6 separate regions of the Mus musculus genome follow, and all the other regions are linked to region 1. The links are chromatin contacts, called in public HiCAR-type and promoter capture Hi-C maps. All regions are on one chromosome and are shown on one strand. The core of a region is the stretch at or near the end of the contact, and the rest is flanking DNA. Distances in the headings are between cores, read along the strand shown. Region 1 holds the start of Shprh (SNF2 histone linker PHD RING helicase). Region 2 holds the start of B230208H11Rik (RIKEN cDNA B230208H11 gene). Region 3 holds the start of Sf3b5 (splicing factor 3b, subunit 5). Region 4 holds the start of Stx11 (syntaxin 11). Region 5 overlaps Stxbp5 (syntaxin binding protein 5 (tomosyn)). Region 6 holds the start of Stxbp5 (syntaxin binding protein 5 (tomosyn)).

Region 1 (4,220 bases), core at 1,191-3,690:
ATACTGTTTCAAAGCCTTTGGGGTATCATATTCACTCTCAAAGTGTTATGCCATTATTTTTGTAATTATAAATGTCATGCTTGAGGCCTTTAGAAAAGATTAAGAATATTTTACTTGTAGCTATCAAATTAGCATCACAAATATTCTTTCACAGGTATCAAAAATTCATCTGCAATACTCCCATTGCTTAAAGTTCTGAGGTAGTTGGGAAAACATGCCTTAGGAGGCGGCTTAGGGTTTCCGTTCCTGTGAAGAGATACTATGACCAAGACAACATTTACAAGGTAAACATTTAATTGGGGCTGGCTTACAGGTTCAGCGGTTCAGTACATTATCATCATAGTAGGAAGCCTGATAGTGTTCAGACAGGCATGGTGCTGGAGAAGGAGCTGAGAGCTCTACATCTTAATTAGAAGGCAGCCACCAGAGACTGTGTCTTGCAGGAGGCAGAGCTTGAGCGCTAGCAGATGGTTTGCTCATGTGGCTTATGGGGGGAAAAGCATCCTTGTAACCTAAAAGTATAAACTGAAACAGTAAATGATGGAGAAGAAACTGTAAAGCTTTATCAGGAGAAAGAGAGCTAAGATTGGTTATGGGGTGGGAAGGCAGAGCAGTACAGAGTAAGCAAACCTCTTATGGAAGAACATGGCCTATAGGACTTCCACAGCTAAGGAGAAATCGGTGAGTGGCTTTAAACTTTAATTACAGGATGACTTTCTTCTGGGGAAATAATTCAACTGTTGACTTTAGGTTGGAGGTAAATACTAAAGCTGTAAAGGTTCTGTGGCTCTTAAAAAGTGTATTGCACGTCCCCCTTGATGGCAGATTATCTGCTTAATAAGTGTTTTCACCGAATATTTTGAGCTCATTGTTGAGATACACTGCTCAGAAAATTAAAAATATATACATTATTTTCAAATTATTGCTTCTAGGTTAATGTACCTAGTTACCCCAAAGCTTCAGTGCAGGTGTCTAGTGAGATTGATATTCTTTTCATGGCCATGGAGCAAGGAGTCACTTTGGTTGTTACATCTTTTTGTTTAAGAAATACATTCTAGGGAGATAGCGGAGAGTGAGCTCAGAGGTTATGAGATCACTCTTCTCTTGCACAAGATCTGAGTTCAGCTCTGAGCACCCATATTGTGTGGCTCAGCCTTGTCGGATAGAGTAGTGATCTCTTTCTTTGCAAACCAGAACTTGTGTTTATTTTTAACACGTTTCTATAGGTGCCTCCTCTTCTGCCAGCCAGGAGCTTGACTGAGCAGCCATCAGCTTCAAAGCAAATCCTCTATCAAGAGAAAGGTACTGTGCTGAGAATTCAGTCAAAATATTTAAACATTTTGATATTTATACTCTGTTTAGACATGATGTATACTTACTGGACCACAACACAGAAACCAGAAAAAAAAATTAAAATTTTCTTAATTGCAATATTTATCACTATGGACTGGATCCAAGCCTAGCTTAGACATGATACAACACACCTGTATTGTTTCCAAACAAGGCAGCTGAGTTATATGAAAAGTGGGGATTCACGTGTAAGATCTGAGTGTGTCCAATAAGTCGGTTCTCCTGTCTGTACTATCATTAGATTATTTACCATCTACTAGGTGGTAAGACACAGTATTTTCATGAACAGATGTCTCACAACAGGGAATTTCCAGAAAGCCAAATAACAAGCGAACCTTTTCCTCCCCTGGAATTAGCTCTGGTGATTACAAAACAACCAAACAAACAAACAAAAAAAAAAATTACTCCACAGAAAAAAATTCGAAGGACATACAAAGCACTTGGTAAACACACTATTGAAATCCTCAGAGGAGAGACTTTTATGTCTACTGAAGATAGAATTCTCCCTTTGGAAAAGATACTGGGAGGCCTGCTTCAGCATAGCTGTATAATTTTTTTTCTCTTAAAACGTTTAAACATTTAAAGCCTTAGTAATTTTCTTGGCAAGAATAAATTTCTCTCTGGCTTCATTTTTCTCAGTTCCTTTTGAAGACATCGTCTCTGCCTTTTTTTTTTTTTTTTTTTTTTTTCCTTAGCAGATCGAATTCTTTTGGTTTAGTGGATTAATTGTATATTTGTTTGGGTATTATAATTGCTCAGCATCGTGAATTCCGTTTTATGTAACTTTCTGCCTTTTTATGAAAACCACAACTCACATCAAGCCTACCGCTCTGGCAAAGAGCCCCGCCCTCTCTGGCAAGAGGTCCCGCCCCTTCTTTCGGGCCCCGCCCATCCTGCATTTGCTAAAGCCACGGGAGGCGGGGAAAAGAGAGAGGCACAACCACCGCGAGACTTAAACCGTCTTCTACCGGGACCTCAGGGACGGGACATGCGCAGAGGTGCTTTTTGAAGCCAACACCGGAAAGAGGGGCGGAGCGTCCCGACTGGTCCTGCGCGTTCGCCTGGAGCGAGCGCTCCTGCTGGCCTCCTCAGCTGGCGCTGGCGGCTTCCGGCCTGGGTGCCAGGCTTCACCCAGCGTGCAGCGCGCATGCGCAACTCCCGCAGGTGAGTGTGGCGACTGTGGGCCCGGGATCTGCAGCCTGCGAGGAGGGCCGGGCCCGGCGACAGGTGCCTGCAGAGCGGCTGAGGTAGGTGAGGGTGCGTGCGGGCTCTGGGGTTAGAGTCGCGGCGGAGGGAGGCTGGCTCTGCGCGTCAGGGAAACTCCGAGGGCTCCTGCGCAGCTCCGGGATCCGGAGTGATCGGCCCTGCGAGGCCCCGCGGCTCGGCCCCAGCCCGGACGTGGGCCGAGCCCTTCTCGCGTGGGACGGGTGCTTGCTGCCCACGCTTGCGTGCTGAGGCCCTGTCACGAGCTGTCCCTCCGGCTCCTTCTTCGAGGATAACTTGCCTTGCAGGCTGGCGGTGCGTGGGACGACAGGTAGCTGGGAGGGATGCAGAGGCCGCCAAGTTAGGCTGGCAAACTCTCAAGCATTACAGTCGCCTGCAGAAGCGCCCTGGCTCCTGTGCATTGTGTGCACTTTGACGCTGCAGGTAGCGCTAGGTTGGTGAACGAAGATGTTGGTTTCTGGTTAAGGTACCCTGTGGGAGGAACGGTATTGTTTACAGTCTTGCCTTTTCACCGTGGTGCCTTTTAATCCACTTGGCTTGAATTTATCATGGCAAGTCTATGTTTTTCTCCTACGTGTTTGCCTTTGCTCCTGTATTTGCCTAGGTCCCATGATCGCTAACACCACTTTATTCTTTGTCTAAGCTTTTACTCTTTGTCTCAGTTAGGGTTTTACTCCCGTGAATAGACACCATGACCAAGGCAAGTCTTATAAAGGATGACATTTAATTGGCACTGGCTTACAGGTTCTGAGGTTCAGTCCATTGTCATCAAGGTGGGAGCATGGCAGCATCCAGGCAGGCATGGTGCAGAAGATGCTTAGAACTCCACATCTTCATCTGAAGCCTGCTAGCAGAATACTGGCTTCCAGGCAGCTCTTGCAGTCACACACTTACTGCAACAAGGCCACACCTATTCCAATTGGTCCAAACCTTTGAATAGTGATACTCCCTGCCAATCACACTGTTAATCCATAAAACTAGTGTGTGTGTGTGTGTGTGTGTGTGTGTGTGTGTGTTCTTCCCTCCTCTGTATAAGGATCGATCGAAGTTTTGTTAACGCTTTGGGATTGTCAAGCTCATTGGAATTAAAAGAGCAGTGGTGTGGGGTTAAATACAACTAACATGTGAGACAGGCATTTATTTCTGATGTAGTGAGAGGTTTGTCTTCCTAGTTGTTGGCCATCAAGTATAGTATTATAATTTGTCTTCTTTAATGGGATTGTTTCTTAACTGAAAATTTCTACCAAACATGAGTGAAACTGTCACAGCATTTGATACATGAGATCATGGTTAAAGTGTTTCTTACCTGTTAGTTTTGTCCTTGAGGTGACCAATTACCAATCCCTTCTGATGGGAAGACACAGTGGGGTGTTCTTGTTGCAGCAGCTTGGTCACACCTTGTTGCTCACACCTGGGTAGATAAGAAAACAGACAGGATAGGAAACAAGACTGGTCCCCCAGGCTCAGCAACCAGCATCGGACTCCCTACTCCTAGGCCCCATCTCAGTTCTGACATGTAATCTGTGAGGAGCTTTTATAGCCAAAGCACAGCAGCTATTACTTGACTTAAGTCTTCTTATCAATTTACCTATTTTGAAGAGTTCACATTATATAACAGACTTAAGTTTTGTGTAAGGGCTACTGAG
Region 2 (4,167 bases), core at 1,117-3,616, 1.8 Mb after region 1:
ACGGGATACACAGGTTTGAAAATGTCACTATGAAATACATCATTTTGTGCTATGAATATACTAATAAACTTTTAAGAACCCGAGGCATTAAATTTTACTTCCTTTGAATCATTAGCACACGCCTGAAGTACATTGCATGCATTTGAGGTGTTTATCGACTAATTAAAACTCTACCTAAAGATAAACAGCAGCCTGGATGGAGCTGAGGAGGTGGCTCAGCAGCTAAGAGCACTTGCTGTTCTTACAGAGGACCTGGGTTTGGTTCCTGGAGCCCACGTGGCAGATTGTAAACCAACCCCAGTTCCAGGGCACCTGTAGCTTCCTCCTGACCGCACAGCAGGCACCCATGTGGTGTACTTACAGACAACCGCGCATACACACTAAAATAAATGAATAAAAGTGAAAGACCAAAAAGCTAATCAAAACCCCCAAGCCCCAACTGACCGCTGAGGACTGAGAACGCTTCTGGTGTAGGAGTCTTCCAACTGACCACGATGTCTGTTTAACATTGATGGCTCATGCAAACAAACACACACGCATACATGCATACACACATACACACATACATATACATATCCCCCTAACTTCATAGCTGTCTTCAGCATTTGAAAGGAAAATGCGTAACTGAAACAAAGATTATTGACGCCAAAGAAGGGTTTCATCATACAGTTAAAACAATGCTCATGAAAATTATTTCAGTGATGAGTTATTCTGCTTAATGGAAGATCTTTTTTAAATAAATAAATAAAGATTAAAAGATTTGGAGGAAAAGTCAACTTCCTGTCTGTAACTTAAGACAGTTATTAAAAAACAAAAAAAAAAGATAAGGTTTATTCAAACAAACTTACCTCAAGTTTACCAGTAGGTGTCACAATTTAAATATGCTGATATCATTTCCCACAGAGTTCCGAGTTTTTCGAAAAATATTTTTCTACGACTCCAGATAACTGAATGGACCTGAGGAACACGTGAAAATAAATGATCAATGGTAATAACCAACGTTTCCGAGGTTTTATGATTGTAGAGAGGGGTTTATTTAATCAGTGTCTCAACTTATTCAAAAGGCTGGGGAGTTCCTTGAGCCACGCCTACAAAATGTGTTTAAGATCTTGGACTGCTTTGATAAAAAACACTTTTGGAGAGAATAGGGTGGCACACGCCTTTAATCCCAGCACTTGGGAGGTAGAGGCAGGAGGATTTCTGAGAGTTCGAGGCCAGCCTGGCCTACAAAGTGAGTTCCAGGACAGCCAGGGCTACACGGAGAAACCCTGTCTCGAGAAACCAAAAACCAAACCAAACCAAACCAAACCAAAACAAAAAAACCCAAAGAAAATAGGAGAAGATAAAAATCGAAAATATTTCAAATTCTGGGTCTTCATGGTCAAATGGTACATTTTTGAAAGACTGCATGTGAACACGTTAAACTTTGAGGGGGGGGGAAATGAAAAGAAAGGAAAGAAAGAAAACAAAGGGAAAGGAAGAAAAAAGAAGGGGGTGGGGAGCGGACAGAGGAAAGGCAAAAGCGGACTTGTTTTTTTTTTTTTTTTTTTTTTCTTTTTTCTTCTGTGCAAAAGTACTTTTGCAAAAAGTTAGCCAATACCAGACCTCTCCGGGGAGCCTCTTCCCGCCTGGCTCAGGTCGGTTCCTGGAGACACGGTCGCTTCACTGCGGGAAATTGGGCTGCCTTGTAGCAGCGCCCTATTAAGGATTAAAGAACATTTCTTTCAACTGAAATAAGACTTCTAAATTTCCAAAAGCTCTGGACCTAAAAACAACTGACAGACCGCGGCAAGGAACAAAACAGCAACTTTACCAGGAGTGGGGTTCGAACCCACGCAGACATATGTCCATTGGATCTTAAGTCCAACGCCTTAACCACTCGGCCATCCTGGTGCAGGCGTGCTCTCTTCTCTTTGCTGTTCCTACAAAGCTCACAATACCGTCCTCATTTTCCCCAGTTACTCGAGGATGCTTCTGCGCAGGCTGCGCGGCGCTTTCCCGACCCGGCTACAGAGACTCGGAGACTGCCGCCGGGGTTTCGCGCCGCCGCCGCCGCCGCCGCTCACTGTCGCCCCGAGATCTCGGCGGCAGCGAAGGAACTGCAGGAGCAGAGAGCGGGACAGAGCTCTGGGCCGGCGGGCGCCGGCTCTCCTTGCTCACTGTAGGTGCGCGGGCGCGACAAACAAACTCCACAGCTAACTTCTGGGCTCCGGAGCGGAGGTGGGAGGGGTCCCTCGGGCGGTGTAGGCACGGGTCCGCAGGGCAACCATCAGTGTGTTTCTTCTAAATCGAATAGGTTCCCGGGGCCCGGCACCTGTGCGCGCGCGGCTTTCCTTCCTCGCCAGTGTTACCACATGCCGGAAGGAGGTTCCGGAGAAAGAGGAGGTTCCGGAGAAAGCTGTGTGGTCAGGGCAGTGTGGCCCAATCCCCCACCCCCTCCCTGGTTGTGTAGACACTGTCCCCTTTGCTCTGCTTCAAATGCAGGGTCAAGACCTCCTGGATTCCTGCCACCCCTACAGCTCCCCTAGAGGGCAAACTCTTGTTTTAACTTGTCTCCTGTTTTAGCTCCCCTTTTGTTGTTGGGACAAAACACCCACAACAAAAAGCAATTTAGGGTACAGCGGTTTATTTGCATTACTTCGGCTGTTCCTCAAAACCTTGGCTCTACCCCAGGGTTCAGGCTAGGTGTTTCTGCAGCTGCAGGCAGGGAGCTGGTGGCTGAGCCTTGCTCTGGCTGTCCCACCTTGTCCCTCTCCCCTAACCCACCCCCATGTTTGGTTTATACAGGTCTGGTGGCTTCAGTCTTTGACTGTAAACCTAGGATGCACTGTTTCACAAAGTGCCCCACTGTTTCAGACCTCCCAGTGGCTCCCTCAAACATTTTCTCAGTTTCACTGTAATGATCCAACTGCTCTACCATCTCTCACAGCTCTGTGACCCCCAGGGAACACCCAGCTTTTGGTTCTCTTGAGTCCTGGTTAAGTCTGACCGGACTCCTTACGAAGGAACTCTACTCTAGCATCCAGACAGCTCCTGTCTATCTCCCAATGGCGGGAACTCCACTGACCTTTGCCTGACCATGTTCCTCAATAGTACCTTTAGGGCATCCAGGGTAAGCACTCAGAGAAGTACACCAGAGAGCCTAGGTCCTCAGGCCTTGTTCTCTGTGCGGACACTGTGCTAGAGTCTGGAGGCAGCCTGTGGAATGTAACATGGGGTCAGTAACATGGGGTGATTACCTCACCAGGTGATCAGAGAGAGGCCTGAAGCTGCACGCAATGGGTGTTAAATGCAAATGAGAACATGAGAACATGTGCACTCTATAACCCAAGCATTGCTCTAAGCTCCCTACACACAGTTTTGTCTAGCTTGATTTTTTTTTTTTTTTTTTTTTGAGATAGGGTCTCACTATGTAGCTCTGGCTGTCCTGGAACTCTCTATATAGACCAGGCTGTCCTTAAACTCACAGAGACCTGTCTGTCTCTGCCTCCTAAATGTCAGGGTTAAAGGCTTAGAGTGAGTACCACTCTTCAGGGGCTCGGTTAATTTTCTTAATAACTGTAATGTAGGCGTTCCTATCCTCATTTTGAATGAGGCCATAGAGATCTCTTGCAGACTTGCTCAACTAAAGGAAGCCCCCTGCCTGCACTGCTGCTGTTGCCCGGGGCTGCAGAACTTCTCCACCAACCCAGCTTTGCACCGGAGGGTTCTTCTCAGAAATATTCTTTCTGGTGCTCTAGACGATTGCATTTCCGTTTTCTGGCCTCAGTTCAGGGATGGGTCTGGAACACAAGTTAGTTTTTAATCAGAGTTGCAAGTAATCCTTGGGTTCCTTGGGAAGAGATGTCAGTCAGTCATCGATGGAGCATATCATATTGTGATAAGGAGTACCGTAACAGTCATTCACACCCCATATAGTGTTCTGTGATATGAGGAGCTCATGGAGCTACCTGCAGTTATTTAGCCAACAGCCTTCAACCATCAGGTGCTGCTAATGACTGTGTTTAAGTCTTCAGATTCCAGTCCCAGATCCTCAAGTGACATCCCCTCACCCAAAGCCACTAAATCCTCTAAGTGCCCAGAGGCCATAGAAAAGAAACCCACCTGGCCTCACTATACATTAAAAAAAGAAAAAAAGATGTATTTATTTACTATGTAAAGTGTTCT
Region 3 (3,902 bases), core at 1,224-3,723, 1.9 Mb after region 1:
AAAACATCAACAATAGAAGTCTCTTGCTTATTCCATATCACCATATATAAGTGTTAATGGTTGAAATCTGCCCCACTAAAATTAACATAGGGAAGGCCGGACCTCCAGGACCTGAAAATGTACCTGTGTCTCAAGATGTGAGCTCTCAGATGTTGCTCTAGAGAAATGCCTGCCACCATGTTCTCTACATTGATGGCCAAGGACTCTAATGCTCTGAAACTGTAAGCCCCAAATAGCTCTGTCTTATCACAGCCATAAAAACATAACTAAGGTAAAACGAGGTCCCATGAGTGAGCCCTGATCCAGTGTGACTGGTGTCATGGAAGGGGACATTAGGACATAGATATAGAAGGAATGTCAAAACTCAGAGAGAAGATAGCACGTACAAGCTAAGAGGGGCCTTGGAATATAACCAACATCTTGCTGTTGAACTTCCCTTCTCTCCACTGTGAGGACATAGATTCCTGTTGTTTAGGCCCCTCCATAGGTTCTTGCTATGGCAGAGCTAGCAAGGGACACTTGACTCTCAATGGATGCATATGAGTGCGACTTCTTCCTAGGCTCTTTTGACTTCAGGAACGTTTTCATATTCTTAAGCCACACTTAATAACACTGGCGTCCCACTAGTTTTTTGTCTTATTTTTTACTAGAAGGGTGTTCATGGGGATCTAATTGTCTCAGTCGGAGTTCCTATTGCTGCGATGGACACTGTGACTGAAAGCAACTTGGGGAGGAGAGGAGCCGAGAAGAAATGAGTGAAGAATTTAAATCCGCAATGGACAGCAGCAGAAATACAACAGACCAGCAGGGTGATGCTGGCACACACCTTTCACCTCAGCACTAGGGAGGCAGAGGCAGGAAGATCTCTGTGACTTTGAGGTCAGGCCTCTATGTGAATTTGAGGCCAGACCGGTCTACAAAGTGAGTTCCAGGCCAGCCAGGCAGGGCTACACAGAGAGACTCTGTCTCAAAAACCCAACCCAACAAAACAAACAAACAAACAAACAAACAAAAAACAATAACAAAACCCCTGCAAACCAAAAGAAACGACAGTGAAACAGTAAACAATTAAAGGGTTAAAATGAAGCCTGACAAGGTGACTAAGCCTCTGATAGATCACTTCAAAGTCTGAAGCAGGTGCAGAGAATTTGAGTCCCTGTCTCAATAAATAAATAATAAGAGACAGGTATAGTATGGCTGGATGGCATATCCACAGGTATTGCCGTATAGTCTCTATATTTTAGGAATAAGATGTGTATTATGTTGTCTAAGTCTTGGTGTTGGTTGGTTTTATTTTTTTTTGAGACAGAGTTTCTCCTTGTAGCCCTGGCTGTCCTGAAACTAGCTCTGTAGACCAGGCTGCCCCTGAACTCAGAGATCTGCCTGCCTCTGCCTCCCAAGTGGTGGAATTAAAGGTGTGTGCCACCACCACCTGGCATGATGCTTATTATGACAAAATTTAAACAGAAGAATTAATATTGGATGGAGCGGAACTCACCTCTAATCCCAGCATTCAGGAGGCAAAGGCAGGAGGATTGCTGTGAGCTCAGGGCCAGATCCTCCCCCCACCAAGTAAACAAAAGTACCCCCAAACTCCTGTATTTTCAAATTGTCTGTCATTGTCCATTCTCTTTGGCTGTGACTGCTCTTACCCCATTCCTAAAATGGTTTTTTGAGAGTACAATCTACATCAGGCTATACATGTATCCTTAAGGGATACCATAAAAGAAGTACAATTATCTTTTCTGAGTTGTTTGTAACGTGAGAAAGTGCACAACCCCCAACGTAAGGCAGTAATCAGCAGAAAAACACAGGTGACTAGAAAGAGAGGTGTTCTTTCTATCTATCTATCTATCTATCTATCTATCTATCTATCTATCTATCTATCTATCTATCTATCTATCTATCTATCTATCTAGTCTTGAACCACATCTGACTTCAAGGAATAGCTTTTGAGTGACCTAGAGCAAACAACCCCTCAATGGGTTGAGAAACGGGAGCCTGGAGCTCGTTGTGGGAGCCATTAGTGAGACTACTGGGGCTGACACTGATCACCAAAAATACTTTTCCCAGTGCCCAAATTCTAAGAGACAAAGCTGGGACCGCGGGGGAACCATGCTGCCACGTTAGCTTCTAGGTACAAGAGTTAATTTTCCTGGTTGCTTGTAGTTGAAACCCTCTTGGATTTCCCCTTCTTAGTAGCCCAGAGCCGTGGGATAACTCTCAGAGGCCGTTTGCCATCGTCCTACAGCAGCCAGGCAAAAACAAAACAAACAAAACAAAACCCTAAAACAAACTCTTTGGACTACTTGTTCCAGAATGCAACGCTCAGACTAGAACGTGATCACCCGAGAGCCACTAAGCGGACCATCATGCAACACTCTTCGAAGTAGGCGGGCTCCGTGAGGAGACGGCCCAGTGTTTCCTAGGCAACTCCAATCCCGCGACAGACGGCACTTCCGCTTCCGCCTAGGAAAAGACTGTCTACTCCTGCGTCTCGGTGGCGTCTTTCTCCCGCGCCTGCACGAACTGAGGTTTTGCGTGGCGGCGGCGGCACCGGCAGCGGCAGCGTCTCTCACTTGAACGCCGCGAGCGGCAGCTTCTCGTCTGTGTCCTGACCTCGGAGCCTACGAGCAGAGCGGCGCGATGACGGACCGGTACACCATCCACAGCCAGCTGGAGCATCTGCAGTCCAAGTACATCGGCACGGGCCACGCCGACACCACCAAGTGGGAATGGCTGGTGAACCAGCACCGCGACTCCTACTGCTCCTACATGGGCCACTTCGACCTCCTCAACTACTTCGCCATTGCCGAGAACGAGAGCAAAGCCCGCGTGCGGTTCAACCTGATGGAGAAAATGCTGCAGCCCAGCGGGCCGCCCGCGGACAAGCCCGAGGAGAACTGAGGTGAGCGCTGCCCAGTCTTCCCCGTGTGCCGGCTGCGAGCCTCCTTGCTCCTGCATCTCGACCATTCCGTGTTGGCTGTGTCGCCTGACCTGCGTACCTGTGGAGGATTCGGAACAAGTCATGGAGAGACTGTCCGGGTCCGCTCCTTGTGAACTGTGCAGAAGGAGTGATCCCAGCATCGGCAAGCGAGGGAGAAGACTGCACGAGAGTGATGCGCATTTCGAGTCTGCTTTTCGATAGTTGATGTCTTCTTGCCTTTTTAAAAAACCATATATATATAAAGTTTAGGGTTTGCTCTATTCTTTGGTATGGATTGCTGTGTTCTTTGGGAGGTTATTAGGAGAGGGTTCTGTGGATCAAGGTTTTGTGAGAGTATAAATAGGAAATGGGGGCAGAAGCACAGGGCAAGTCCTTAAGTCGTCACACACACTTTTATGATATTATCCCACCTCAATAGTCTTCACGCGTACAGTGTGTCTGGTCCCAAAGAAACCTTGAAGCGCGGAGATTGCCCATATCCCTTTCCTACCCTTCCCTTTATGCGCTACCCCTTACCCCTTTTTCTTGATGATTACCCTTTGTGTCTTCAGAAATGATAAACTGGCAAACAAGTGGTATCACGTCCCCATCCTGCTCAGCGCCCCATTCCCCCCACCCCTCTTCCCTTTTCACCAGAGCATTTTCCAAAGGTTTGAGGGCATACATTATGCCAGCTTGAAGAGTTTACAACTTTAAAAACCATGCTTACAATGCTACTTTACTGAGATGTCATTTGAGAACAGATTTTAAGGAATCAAGAGAAATGGCCATGCAGGTGTTTTCCGGCCAGGGCAGAGGACCCAAGAGCAGCAGTGTGTTTGACTTACTGAAGGAAAACCATAAAAGCAGTATGAGTCACCAGCATACCAGTGTGGTGGTGCACACCTTAATCCCAGCACCCAAGAGGCTGGGGCATCTCTTGAGTTCAAAGAATGTGTTGGTGCACACTTGGTCC
Region 4 (3,838 bases), core at 768-3,267, 1.8 Mb after region 1:
CTACACAGTGAGACCATGTCTCAAGTAAAATAAATCAAAATATACTACTACTATTCTGGAACTTTCTATTTCAGAGCTTGGGTAGCAAAAATCATGGGAGTCAAGCCAGTCCTCAGATGGGGAGCAACTATTGTATCAACTGGTGAGTAGACAGCTGCTAATCACTCCTAAGTCACTCTGGTGTTTAAAAGAGTGCCCCCAACTGCCCAGGGATGATAACAGAGACTGGGTTTGCCTTTACACAGCTGCTAAGTAATGTGAAACATGGTTAATTCAAACACTTTAAAAGCCATGCCTTCCTAATGGGCTTTTAAATCATAGACATATGCTAATATGCTTTTTAAATCATGCATGTATTGAATGAAAACTAGGCTGCCAACCAAGACAAGCAGATGATGAGAACCCAGACCTTCCCTTGCTGTCCCAGCAGTGATCCAGGATACTCTGATCCCCCACACTGGGGCACCTTCTTTGGGTATAAATTTCCCATAGCATCCATCTCACGGTGTTGGATGTCCAGGAGAATCTGCTCAGCTGTGGCCCTGGCTGCCAGGATAGCATTGTGTCCATATTGCATGCATGGACCTGGATGAAAAGGCTGGAACAGACCAGAACCTTGCAACTGCTGTCTAAGGCTGACCTCAGCTCAGCCAGGATATGCAGTTATTCCTGTCTCTACTGAGCTCCTAGATAGGGAAGTCTATTTCTTAGAGCCTTTATCCAGCCTCAGGGAGACTCAGCATCTTAATGTCTGGCTCCAGCAACCATCTACTTTCTTCAAAAGCTTCTATATGTTTTTTTTTAAGGCACTAATTTGGTAAAAATAAACTTTCTGAAATATTTTAAATTTCAGAGTAACTTACAATCACTTCATTAAATGTCCAGTTTCTACCAACTAGTGAAAACAACAGCCAAATGGTTATTGGATAAAGAAATTAATTTTCTCTTCAGCTTCTGTGGGAAAGCACATGATTTTAAGGGTTTATCTCAGATCAGCCTAGTGACCCTAGCTGGCATGTTGTCCCATCAGGCGCTCTAGGAAACTGAAAACTTGAATAGTTACTTCCTAGGCCGCCTGCCCCAGTTTGACAGTACCAGACTGAATCTTCGGTCTTATTCAAAGTACAGGAATCCAACCTCACTTTTCAAAAGCGTATTAACAAAGCCTTGCAATTGTAGTAGACTTGTGACTCATTTGTGGATACCCGTGTAGAAACAACAGCTCCTCCCTCTGCTGAGAAATGGCTCTAATAAGTGTGAGAGTCACAGGAAGTAAAACGCAGGTCTCAGCTGATGTTCGCGGAGCCAAAGAAGCCAACAGAATTCCGTGGTGTGGTTCTCTAAGCAAAGCCATCAGATCGGTTTCCTAAAACAAACTACCCCAAATCCTCCGTGGGAGCTGTTTCAACGCGGTATCAGTGTTCCTGTATTTCCTGGCTCCTGAGTCATACTGTCAAGTTCAAGTGGAGAAGTGTCCATTCTGATGTGTTAGAGAAAGTGGCGACCGAACTGAATAAAACACCTCCATTAAATAAAAACAACAAAAATTCAAAACAGAAGTTGCCTCAGGAAGCTTCAGAGTCAGTCTACATTTCTGAAGCACTTCTGATAACGCATTATATTCTTAAACATAAAAAAAAAAAAAAAAAAAAAAAAAAAAAAAAAAAAAAAAAAAAAGCTCTCGGCTCTAGGTGAGAAACCCAAAGCCTCGTCCTGAAGGTACCTAGAGGCACAGAGGGAACCACACCCCAAACCCACCTGCAGCTGCGCAGCATCCCTGCCAGCGCGGTCCACCACTCCAGCCAACCCCGAACCTGGGTCCCCGATGTCGAAAGAGTTAGAGAGCTAAGCAGACTCGCGGGACAAAACGAACCGTGATCCTGCGGGGCGCTGATCCAGCGTCCGGACGCCGGGAGGACACCGCGGCGTGTCCCCGCGGCTCTGCCCCCTCCGCTTCTTGCTGGCCCGGGCTGCGCTTCTCAGCCGGGGTCCGAGCCCTGAGCCGCAGGGCCGCGTCTGGTGCTGCTGGCTCCGCCCCTGCCGCGCTGAGGCTGCACAGCTGGGGACCAGGGCCCCGCCCCGGGGACGCCCTCGGCTAGGCGCGCAGCTTCCCGTCCCGACTGGGGTCGCCACGCTGCGGGTTGCTGGGAACCTAAGCACGAGCCTTCTTCCCCTCCTGTGCACCCCGAGATGCTGCGGGCGACGGTGTGGACCACCCGGGAACTTGCTCTTTCTTCTTCCTTGCTCTGGGATGGAGAGATGGGCGGGGCGGGATCCATCGGACTTTCCGCGGGAAAACCCCTCAGCGCGGATGACTTTTGCAGTCCAGAGTAGTTCCGAAACTAGGGCACTAGAAACCGTTTCTGAGCGTGGGTGTGGCTGCGCCAGCGGGGACCCGCACGACTGCCTAACCCGAGGTTGTGGACCACGTAGACACTGAGCCCCGCCTTCCACTAGCCCCTTCCTGCCTGCTGTCAGTGGGACACCCACAGGAGTATTGCCACGACCTTGTCCTCGTTGCCTGGCACCCTACTGGGGGCTCAGAAACAGAAAAGGGGCATTCTGGCTAGGGGGTGGGAAACCGCTGGACAAACAAGGTAGAAGGCTAGCCATCAAGAAACAAAGAAAGTATGAGAGGAGGGGCTGGAGAGATGGCTCAGTGGTTAAGAGCGCTGACTGCTCTTCTAAAGGTCCTGAGTTCAAATCCCAGCAACCACATGGTGGCTCACAGTGGCTCACAACATCCATAATGAAATCTGACGCCCTTCTCTGGTGTATCTGAAAGACACAGCTACAGTGTACTTACATATAATAATAAATAATATTTAATAAATCTTAAAAAAAGAACACAGGAAGAAAGAAAGATGATATGCATTGATAGGAAGCCACCGCCAGAAGAATTTGAGGAACAAGGTGTTACGGTAACCCAAAGTTATCCATCTAATGTGAAATGACCGATGAATCGATCTACTAATGTAAGGCCAGGTAAGGCCAGAAAGACAAATCTCCGGGGCAGAGCAACTTCAGGCAACTTAAGCAGAAACTCCACTTTCATGGAAAAGAAGCTTGTCTCTGCACTCTAAGTGTGGGCCAGCCTGCTCCTCACCTCAACAGAGGACTGTATGGAAAGGAGACGGAAAGTAGTTTTTACCACACACAGAGCAGCCACACAGTTCACCCAATACACAAGGTCAGATACTTAAAGCCAGGTAAAGGTAACACTTTATCCTTGGGGCCTTTCTCCTCCATGCCCCAGCCTTCTGTTTTGTTTTGCTTTTCATTTGTTTTGTTTTGTTTTTTTGAGTCAGGGTTTCTCTGTGTAGTCCTGGCTGTCCTGGAACTCACTCTGTAGACCAGGCTGGCCTCGAACTCAGAGATCCACCTGCAAGTACTTGGATTAAAGGCGTACAGCACTGTCTCCCAGCTCACCGTAGTCTTATCATGAAGGAAATATCCAATGAAACCTAGCAACCCAACACCCTTAAACCTCCCTAGCTATGGGCCTGGGTGATAGCTCAGGGGATAATGCAGTTACCCTTTAGCTCGAGGAGCTAAGATTCCCCACAACCTACATAAAAATGTGCCTGCAGAGCCTTGGTGAGGCAGGAGACCAGCCAGGCTTAAATCATTGGGAAGTTCCCTGCCAGTAAGAGACCTAGTTTCAAAGGTGATAAATGATGTTATGACAGTGAGTAGAGGTTGCCTCTGGCTCAACAAGCACAAATCCACTTGCACTCCCCCACCCCCACCCGCAAAAATGCCTGACCAATATTACTCACAGCTGTTGAAAGGTCGTACAACAAACATTAGAAAGGAATCTTAAACTGCCACAGAAGAT
Region 5 (4,070 bases), core at 1,257-3,756, 1.3 Mb before region 1:
GTGGGAAGGAAGAACTCTGTTGGGTATCCTCTGACACTGAAATTACTTCTCAAAGTCTACACTAAGTACATCACACTCCAACCCCAACAGAATACTGTTCAAAAAGCACATCACAGCAGAAGAGCAAGTGTTCTCTATCTGTATGAAAATAGAGAATTCTTACCTTTCTCTGCAAAATTTAAGTGAATGTAGTACGGCAGGCCTTTTTTGACGTAAATTCCATAAGTGTAGGGTGTCATCAGCCAAGGCACTCACAAGGGCTCCCTTGAAAATAAAGTATATTTTATATGTGACAAATTTTACGCTTCCAAATAGCTGCTAAAATATCCTGTTAAATTTAAAACCTTTTTATCAATAGATTATAGTTCTAAGAAATATTTGCCACACCCAAATTCTAAACATCAGGTGGAGAAGAATATGTTATATACACATATATCTAATTAATGTTTTCACTTCTTACGTAATTTACCATCTCTTAATACAAAAGTATGTTAGGATCTAGTGGGATGGCTAAAATCTCTAAAATTATTAGATATTAGACCACAAATTATTTAATCATTCATATATATGTATATATGTATATATGTACATATATGTGTGTATATATATGTACATATACATATATGTGTGTGTGTATATATATATATATATATATATATATATACACACACACATACATATTGTCTTGACTAAAACAAAATATAAAGTGACCTCATGTAAGACAAATCCTAATAGAAGTCCTTTACTTAGGTTATAACAACAGAATATGACAGTCGTCAACTCTGAACAACAGAAAACACTGACTAATCGGTCACACCCTGGGTAAGAGGCACAGAGGGCTCAGTCTTGCCCAGGCTAAACAGAATTTCCAGAGCCGGAACCTCTCCAAGAGTGTTTTCATTAAAGCCCTAGAGAAGACAGGAATACAGTAATAGAATAACAATCTGTACACTAAGGGGATTAGTCACACGTCCAAATTTATTATAATGCCTTTGCTCACAGGGCCAGCTTACTGGCCCATCTTTCATATATATTTTCGGACTTATCCTATAGATCCTAAGAATTTAGGGCAATAATAATGTTCAAGGCCGGGCGTGGTGTTGCACGCCTTTAATCCCAGCACTTGGGAGGCAGAGGCAGGTGGATTTCTGAGTTCAAGGTCAGCCTGGTTTGCAAAGTGATTTCCAGAACAGCCAGGGCTACACAGAGAAACGCTGTCTCAAAAAAAAAAAAAAAAAAATGTTCAAATACTGTCCTCAAATGTAAAGAAACTGGGGACCCTCTCAAGCAGTCTGTCTGCAGCAGAATCTCTCATGCTGCAAAATGGAGTTTTCTCTGGCTGCTTTCATTCTTCACATTCTCAGAAACAAAGCCAGTAAGCACAGCGCACTTTCAAATGGAAGCTGCTTCCCAGGGATATGTTGAGACACTTTGTCAAAGTACTTTCTTTTACTTATAATGAATGCTGAATTTACCACTATTTCAATACAGATTGTTTAATGCTATGCAACTTTCGAAAATCTTTGAAATAATAGTGAAAATATACCATAAGGTAACAAAAATATTTCTATTTTGCTTGCAACATTACTCTGAGAAAACATATGTGTGACTATTTGCAGTGGCACCTTAAAATGAATAATGACTGCATCTGACTCTCAAGAAAGTAGGTTTTTGTTCAAATACTTCTAAGTCTATGCAAGCAGCCTGAAGAACTAGGTGTGTTCTACTTTGGGTCTGAGTAGAAGGAGTAAACAGTCACTAACCTCATTAATCAGGAACTGGAGTTGGATCACTGCTGCTCCGCTGTCGTGCTGGCAATAACATTCCACTCCTGGACGACCAAAGCTGTCATCAGCCCCATTAAGGAGTTTTTACCATGCACGTTTTTAAAAGAAACTTTTGCGTTATGTAACTAATAAATATCCTGATGATCTAATATTCAATCCAGGCCACTTGATCGCCATCAATGTCCCAACGCTTTTTGACTTTCATGGATTCGGACTACCAAGACTCTGAACATGTAAAAGCACACATTAACTAATAGTCTCTACGTGCCAGTCTCTACGGGAAATGCCATATACATCAGTTCATTTAGCTGTCAAAATCCAGATGGGAACAGGAAGCACAGGCATTAACTAACACGCTCTGTGTCCAACAGAGAGCAGCAGAATACAGGCTGGCTCCACAGAGGCCACTGTCCTCTCCACTGCCTCCTTTCCTTTTTCCCAAGTGCTTGGGAGGAACCTGGGTTTTCTGCATATTTGTGCAAGTACATATTTTTGGGTTACATCCCTAGCCCTATTCTCTGAGACACACTGAATAATGATCAAAACAACAAAAAAAAACCCACGCACATTTCCGGAAGTTTTTGTGAGGTACTGTTACGTGCATTATACTTCATTAACCTGAAACGGGAACACAGTCATTTGGCACATTGCTAGTCTAGTCTCGGTAGGTGATAAATAATCAAAGTAAGAAGACGAGCTGCAAGCTGCAGTCGCTGCAGTCGCTGCAGCCCTCTGTGGAAGCTCACAGACGGCATCTCGTATTCTAATGAGATGTGCCAAGATGTCTGCTTAAGAGCAAACACATTCACCCTAAGTCAGATCCCAGTTTGTATAATTCTCTTTTCTTGCTCTGCATGACCTCAGGGCACTTACGGAAAACAAATGCTCTTCCCCAGGCCTTTATATCCTTCTAGCCATGGATCTTTTTGTATTAGTCAAAGACATGTTCTTTGAGTTTAGGTCTGTCACCTGGAGCACAGAGTTGGTTTTCAGGAGTAAAACACAGCCATAACTACCCTATTATAAGATTTCTACGTGAGCCTTGTCTCTGCAGAACTCTGAAAGGTACTAGCATAGCAATGAGCCGTATGAGTGTAGCACTGAGAGCCTGTGAGCTGGGTGTGGTCATGCACATCTATAATCCCAGCACTCAGAAGGCAGAGGCAGGAGGATGTCAAGCTTGAAGTCAACTGGAGATGTGAGTTTCAAAAACTAATGAATATAGCTCATGTTACAAGTGAGCCTAGTTTGCATAAACCCTGGGCCTCAGTCTCCAATAACACATGCATCAAAAATTCTCATTATTTGTTCTTCAGTCACCTACAGTTCTCTTAACCACCCTGGATAAGATAAAAATTGTGAAGACTAGCTTTGTGATTTTTAAAAAAAAAAAAATTTATTTATTTTATGTATATGAGTGCACTGTAGCTGTCTTCAGACACATCAGAAGAGGGCATAAGATACCATTACAGATGGTTGTGAGCCACCATGTGGTTGCTCAGAATTGAACTCAGGACCTCTGGAAGAGCAGCCAGTGCTCTTAACTACTGAGGCATCTCTCCAGCCAGTGAAATCTTCTTAAAGTAGACATTTTAGTTTTTTTTTTTTTAAACAAACCTGTTTTGCAATTCAGATTTTAACAAGTTATACAATAGTATGGAGGTTTGTCTTATGAGAATATAAAATATGATAGACCAAACCAGATGTAAAAATAAAACAAAACTGATTACTAGAAGCAAAAATTACAAAAGCAGTTTTCCTCACTAGGGCTGTAGCCCCCTAGCTTTGAAAATTCTCTTTACTTTGGCTGTCAATAAATATTTTATCACAGAAAATGTCATCAAGTTCAGAAGTCAACTTCATCAAATTCAAGAAAGCTTTTATTCTTGTGCTACATAGAGTGCTATATAAAAGTATGCTACACAACCGAATGCAGCTACCTGTCGGTAACAATATGACATCTTACATCACTGAAAACTCTTACCATCTATTAAATCATAGGCATTATGCCTTAGTATATCTTTGTATAGTCTAAGAAGTCAACTTCTCCAAAGTTGTTGATTCCATCTCTTCCCCTTCAGACACAGCAGAGAGCAAACTGGCAACCTGAACAGAGGCTGGATCAGGACAGTATCATAGTAAGTCGGGGGCGGGGGAAAGTTATCACAAAAGATAGCATTGACAAAACATAGAACTTAGAAGCCAGGCAGTGGTGGCGCATGCCTTTAATCTGAGCACTTGAGAGGCAGAGGCAGGCGGATTTCTAAGTTCGAGGCCTGGTCT
Region 6 (4,178 bases), core at 857-3,356, 1.2 Mb before region 1:
TGTTTTGATTCGTGTGTAGGAACGACTGAGAGCCAAGAGCTATTCTTACAGCAACATACACAGGTACACTAAGGCAAAGCCTGCACCACATAATTTCTTATAGCACAGATCTTACTACTTCATTCTCTAGATTAAAGAGGAAAAATAGGGTTAATGAGCAATACAGGCAGACTGGGGAAAAAGAAGCAAGCGAACAGATTTTTTTTTTTTTAAGAAAGGATACAGCCTTAAAGCACCAGTCTGAGTTCCTACCGCCAGGATCTTCTGAACGGGATCAAAGGCCAGGGCTGAGGGCTGATAGGGGAATCCATGGCGAACAGTCTGGGGATGGGCAGTGACATCACAGGAACCCACCGAGACAGCAGGCAAAATCCGAAAACAGAACAGCCCACAGTGAGTTAGAGTTGGGCCCAACTATACTGGATCAAAGCACACACACAGACTTAGCACTTTAAGGGGGAGTTCGGGATGGGGGTGGGGGTAGGGGGGAGGGTGGACTCTATCTTAAGGAACAAGCACAGAAGCACAAATCATTTAAACTCCTGCCTTGCTACAATGCTAGTAACTTCACAGAGGGCAATTTTCTATGAATAGCGTATACTATTCTGTTTGACGCCACGTTACTCAAGTTCGTAGTGGTCCAAAATTCTGTAAAATCATTCTGAAGTGTGATTCGTATTGCATCTTAAGAGAAATCACCCAAACGCGGTTTTATTTGAATGCTAAATTTAGGGAGGGATTTCTAAAGAAAAGTTGTCATGAAACTAATAGAAGGATTTAGTTAAAGAACCAGCATTTGCAATTCTAACGATGAAAATGGGTGCGAAAAATAATCTTGTAATTTTGTATTACGTCCGGAATAATTTTAGGACATAAGAACCGAATTGTACGTAGGCTTTTAAATCACCGCTGTAGGAAGGACCTAATGGCTATCTAGGAAGCAGGCGATTCTGGATAGGGAGGCTCATATGCCTTTCTCACCTAGCAGCTGGGAATTAATCCGCTGCATCATTCTTTCTGAATTACATACAAGACCTTGTGGCAATCATCGTGCCAATTCACTGACAAAACCCTCCGCGCTAAGTTTTTAACCAAACAGGCTAAAAAGAATCCTGTGACTTCAGGTGGTGAGCCGCTCGCACGCATTCTAAGGAAAAAGTGATGCGAAAAAAAATAATAATAAAAAATAAAAAACCTGGTTGAACAGGTTTGCCTTGCCCACAGACGACGTTCATCACACACTGCTGGAAAATTTCGACGTCAGTGGAAGATAATAAAATATGCGCGAATATAAAAAGTATTTCTAGGCCACTGTTACTAGCATCTAGATGGGGATTAAAGGCAAGGGTTGGGTTGCCTTGAAATGATTGCTTTTTATGAAAGGGAAAAAGACACCGACTTATAAGAAGTAGGGGATCTCTGTCCAAATCCCCCAGCAAGGCACGTCTGTCAAGGGTGGGGGGCGCCTTCTTGGAGCGCTGAGCTCCATTGGCGCGCTCTGCCCTCGCGCTCCCAGGTGCTGCCCAGCGGCCCCCTCAAACGACCCCAATCTTCCCACGACAGCTTGGCCGGGCTGCGCGCTCCCCGCTCCCTTCACCTTGCAGAGTTGGAAGTGTTCGGACTGGAGCGTCTCCTGGATCTCCGGCTCCCGGTTCCCAGGCGGGTGCTGCTGCTGTTGCTGCTGTTGCGAGGCCGAGGACGAGCCTGCGGTCAGGCCGTCCAGCACCTTCCTGATGTTGAATTTCCTCATGGTCTCGCCCAAGGGTCTCCCCGCTGCGAGGCCCAGGTAGGGGAGGAGGCACCGGCTGCGAAGGAGTCCGAGCCGCTGAAGCCGAGCGGCGGCTTCGACCGCGGGGAGCGAAGGAGCAGCGGGGAGCAGAAGATAATCCCAACAGGAAGGGCTGCGACGACGGGCGGGCGGGCGCGCGGCGGCGAGCCTTCTTCCTCCGAGGCCGCCGCGGCTGCAGTGGCGCCGGACGCCGCCTCCTCACCTGGTCGCGGCCGGGCTCCCGCCGTCCCGCGCCGCTGCCGCCGCATCCATGGCCCGCAGCCCGGCAGTCCCCCGGCAGGTCCCGGGCTCGGCCTCCGTTCAGCGCAGCCGCCCGGCCCGCATGGCCCGGGCACCCGGGGCCGGTCTCCGCGCCGCCTGTCGCTCTCTCCCCGGATGCTCGCTGTCGCCTCCCGTGAGCCTCGGACCCTGGCCCTCAACGCTCGGTAGAGCAGGCGGCGAGCCGCGGTTCCAGCGCCGGCCGCGGCGGTGGCGGCAGCTGGGCCTCCGCGGAGCGAGCTGCCCGGTGCGCATGCGCGCCGCCGCCCCCGCCCCCGGCCGGCGGCTTAAATCATCCTCCGCCGAGGACCAGGGGCAGCAGCTGGCGGACCCGCGGGCTCAGTGGCCCGCGCCTCCAGCCCTGTCACTCACAGCTCCCGCAGTGTGGTTTCGGGTTTGCTTGTATCTGGGCTCGCAATGGAACATCCAGGCAACGATTAAGTCAGTGGCAAGATGACAACTAAGAGACACCCAAAGGGAGAGAAGCCCAGCCTCCTTCATGAAGGTGTTGCTGGAGGTAAAACGAGGCTGGCGGGTGGAGGAAAGACTGGGGTCGGCCCCCTAAGGGGAAGAACTCCAGCGATCTCACCTTGGTCACCCATCATCCTGAATCCATTTGGCAGGCAGGGTGGGTGGCAGACAGCACTCCCCGCCACTCCTTGTTACAAAGTCCCGTCTACCTGCCAGTTTAATTAACCAATCGACAGCCCCCTGGAGTCTCTCTGAGATCATCCGGCGGGAGAAGGAGGTGAAGTTTTTTCTCAGATCTGACCGCCAATGTTCCTGCATGTCTCCCAGAGTGCTAAGAGACAGATGAGTGGTTCAAGTTTCCATCAGTGGAGAGAAATTGGTGCTGAGGGCGGAGAGAGCAATCCTTCTGGCCAGTGCATTCTATAAGCAAAGGTGATAGGGCTGGATAATCAGAAGGGGGGAATCCTTGGAAGACCTTCTATAGCCGGGGGCGGGGGGGGGGGTTGTACAGCAAGAAGCCAATCTTAGGTTTAGAAAGACCCCGCCCCTACCGGGGCGCGAGGGTGGGGTGGGAACAGCAATGCTACTAGGATTTGTTAGTTCCGCACCAAAATCAGAAGCACCTCCCTTTGCTTCGTTATTGGCTACATTCTCTCGTTCAGGACAGTCTCCTCACAGTATTGGCCTATGGGCAGACGGAGCTAGCCTTCAAGAATAGTAAACAAACCAATTAGGCTTGGCGCACAGGGCATTTCGGGAAGTGTAGTTCTCTAAAAGTTCTGTCCACCAAGAAGAAGCCTTTCAGTTGGAACTTTTTAAAACTTTGCTCTACGGTTTAAAACTTGTTGAAGTAGGAAGTTAATTCACGAAAGGGGGATGACGTAATAAACTAAACTTAAAGTCTTTCCTAAACTATTTGTAAGTTCCTAAACTATTTGCCTCTAAGCCTTTGGTTTATTTAATTCCCTGAAATACATTTTGTCTAGTTTAACACGTTGTATTGGGCACAGAGAACTTAAAAACGCAATACTTGTCTTCAATACATGGGTTGCTGTGTCAAGGGAACGACCTCGCATAACCAAATGTAAAATCGTATGAGTTCAATGGTGGGGGTCTGATGACGGACATTGAATTAGCCAGAGAAGGGCTGGAAATGAGGATAGCCATCTAAAGCTGAATAAGCAGGCAGTGATCCAGAGATTCAAGAGGAAAAGATCTTCCCAAGGGTGTAGAAGGGGACTTTTAAAAATTGAACTACGTAGGTAGCATTCTTAAAAATCCGAGTGACTCCACAGAGCAAACTACAGAACCGGTAAATAACATCCCTGAATTCTATGATATGTTTTTCCACTGAGGTATCAACTAAATTTATTGAGTAAATCATCATCACTCATTTAAAAACTCTAGGGAAATTACAATTTTCTGTCCAGAGGCCTTGCGATGAAGTACAAGGCTTCACTGTGCCTGACAGGGGTTGGAGTCCCTGCCCTGTCTATCTATGCAAACATGGGCACCAGAAACAGATTCATCGTGTGAGATGCTTCATGTGTAGAAATGAGATTTATTACCTAACTAGAGGGAGAGGATAGAATGAACACAAGTGTTGGTATTCCATTGCCTTGCCTAATGACCCTTTTCAAAAATCTCAATGTCTTGGTCT

Evidence for each region. Promoter capture Hi-C pulls out the DNA fragments that hold promoters and counts their contacts. HiCAR-type assays count read pairs that join an accessible place to other places.
Region 2: a promoter capture Hi-C map of pre-B cells shows a contact between it and region 1. The contact joins the promoter of B230208H11Rik here to the promoter of Shprh in region 1. A contact is called at or near these places in 4 of 39 promoter capture datasets (hippocampal neurons, liver, pre-B cells and 1 more) and 1 of 115 datasets of contacts at active chromatin or transcription factors (astrocytes).
Region 3: a promoter capture Hi-C map of pre-B cells shows a contact between it and region 1, with 12 times the contacts expected there. The contact joins the promoter of Sf3b5 here to the promoter of Shprh in region 1. A contact is called at or near these places in 3 of 39 promoter capture datasets (embryonic stem cells, liver and pre-B cells), 1 of 484 Hi-C or Micro-C datasets (liver) and 2 of 115 datasets of contacts at active chromatin or transcription factors (astrocytes and large pre-B cells).
Region 4: a contact with region 1 is called in a promoter capture Hi-C map of pre-B cells. The contact joins the promoter of Stx11 here to the promoter of Shprh in region 1. A contact is called at or near these places in 2 of 39 promoter capture datasets (hippocampal neurons and pre-B cells) and 1 of 9 other capture datasets (embryonic stem cells).
Region 5: a promoter capture Hi-C map of hippocampal neurons shows a contact between it and region 1, with 2.9 times the contacts expected there. The contact joins the enhancer-like site here to the promoter of Shprh in region 1. A contact is called at or near these places in 6 of 39 promoter capture datasets (the C10 cell line, hippocampal neurons, liver and 2 more).
Region 6: a contact with region 1 is called in a HiCAR-type map of astrocytes, with 5 times the contacts expected there. The contact joins the promoter of Stxbp5 here to the promoter of Shprh in region 1. A contact is called at or near these places in 6 of 39 promoter capture datasets (the C10 cell line, hippocampal neurons, liver and 1 more), 7 of 484 Hi-C or Micro-C datasets (B cells, CD4 T cells, cardiomyocytes and 3 more), 1 of 115 datasets of contacts at active chromatin or transcription factors (astrocytes) and 3 of 9 other capture datasets (adipose tissue, liver and pancreatic islet).

What each region holds. Positions count from the first base shown.
Region 1 is chr10:11,146,990-11,151,209 of GRCm38.p6, forward strand. Shprh (SNF2 histone linker PHD RING helicase) reads left to right here and starts at 2,441. Exons shown (of 30, transcript NM_001077707.1): 1 at 2,441-2,597.
Region 2 is chr10:12,920,761-12,924,927 of GRCm38.p6, forward strand. It overlaps B230208H11Rik (RIKEN cDNA B230208H11 gene), which reads right to left and starts at 2,367. Exons shown (of 3, transcript NR_038028.1): 1 at 1,814-2,367; 2 at 849-957. It overlaps n-TLtaa3 (a tRNA gene), which reads right to left and starts at 1,893; the gene lies at 1,811-1,893.
Region 3 is chr10:13,005,977-13,009,878 of GRCm38.p6, forward strand. Sf3b5 (splicing factor 3b, subunit 5) reads left to right here and starts at 2,474. Exons shown (of 1, transcript NM_175102.4): 1 at 2,474-3,207. The coding sequence starts at 2,647. The coding sequence ends at 2,907.
Region 4 is chr10:12,962,242-12,966,079 of GRCm38.p6, forward strand. Stx11 (syntaxin 11) reads right to left here and starts at 2,018. Exons shown (of 3, transcript NM_029075.1): 1 at 1,759-2,018.
Region 5 is chr10:9,864,850-9,868,919 of GRCm38.p6, forward strand. It overlaps Stxbp5 (syntaxin binding protein 5 (tomosyn)), which reads right to left. Exons shown (of 26, transcript NM_001081344.2): 3 at 1,764-1,845; 4 at 164-264. Among named protein-coding and RNA genes, the nearest start is that of Gm25635, 15 kb to the left of the region's middle. Within about 2 kb of position 2,507, at least 8 of the 459 cell types and tissues checked have an H3K27ac peak or open chromatin away from gene starts, as enhancers often do. A contact at or near this core is called in hippocampal neurons, where this site is marked.
Region 6 is chr10:9,898,934-9,903,111 of GRCm38.p6, forward strand. It overlaps Stxbp5 (syntaxin binding protein 5 (tomosyn)), which reads right to left and starts at 2,107. Exons shown (of 26, transcript NM_001081344.2): 1 at 1,598-2,107; 2 at 224-321. The coding sequence starts at 1,750. Gm46210 (a long non-coding RNA gene) reads left to right here and starts at 2,380. Exons shown (of 3, transcript XR_001779713.1): 1 at 2,380-2,564.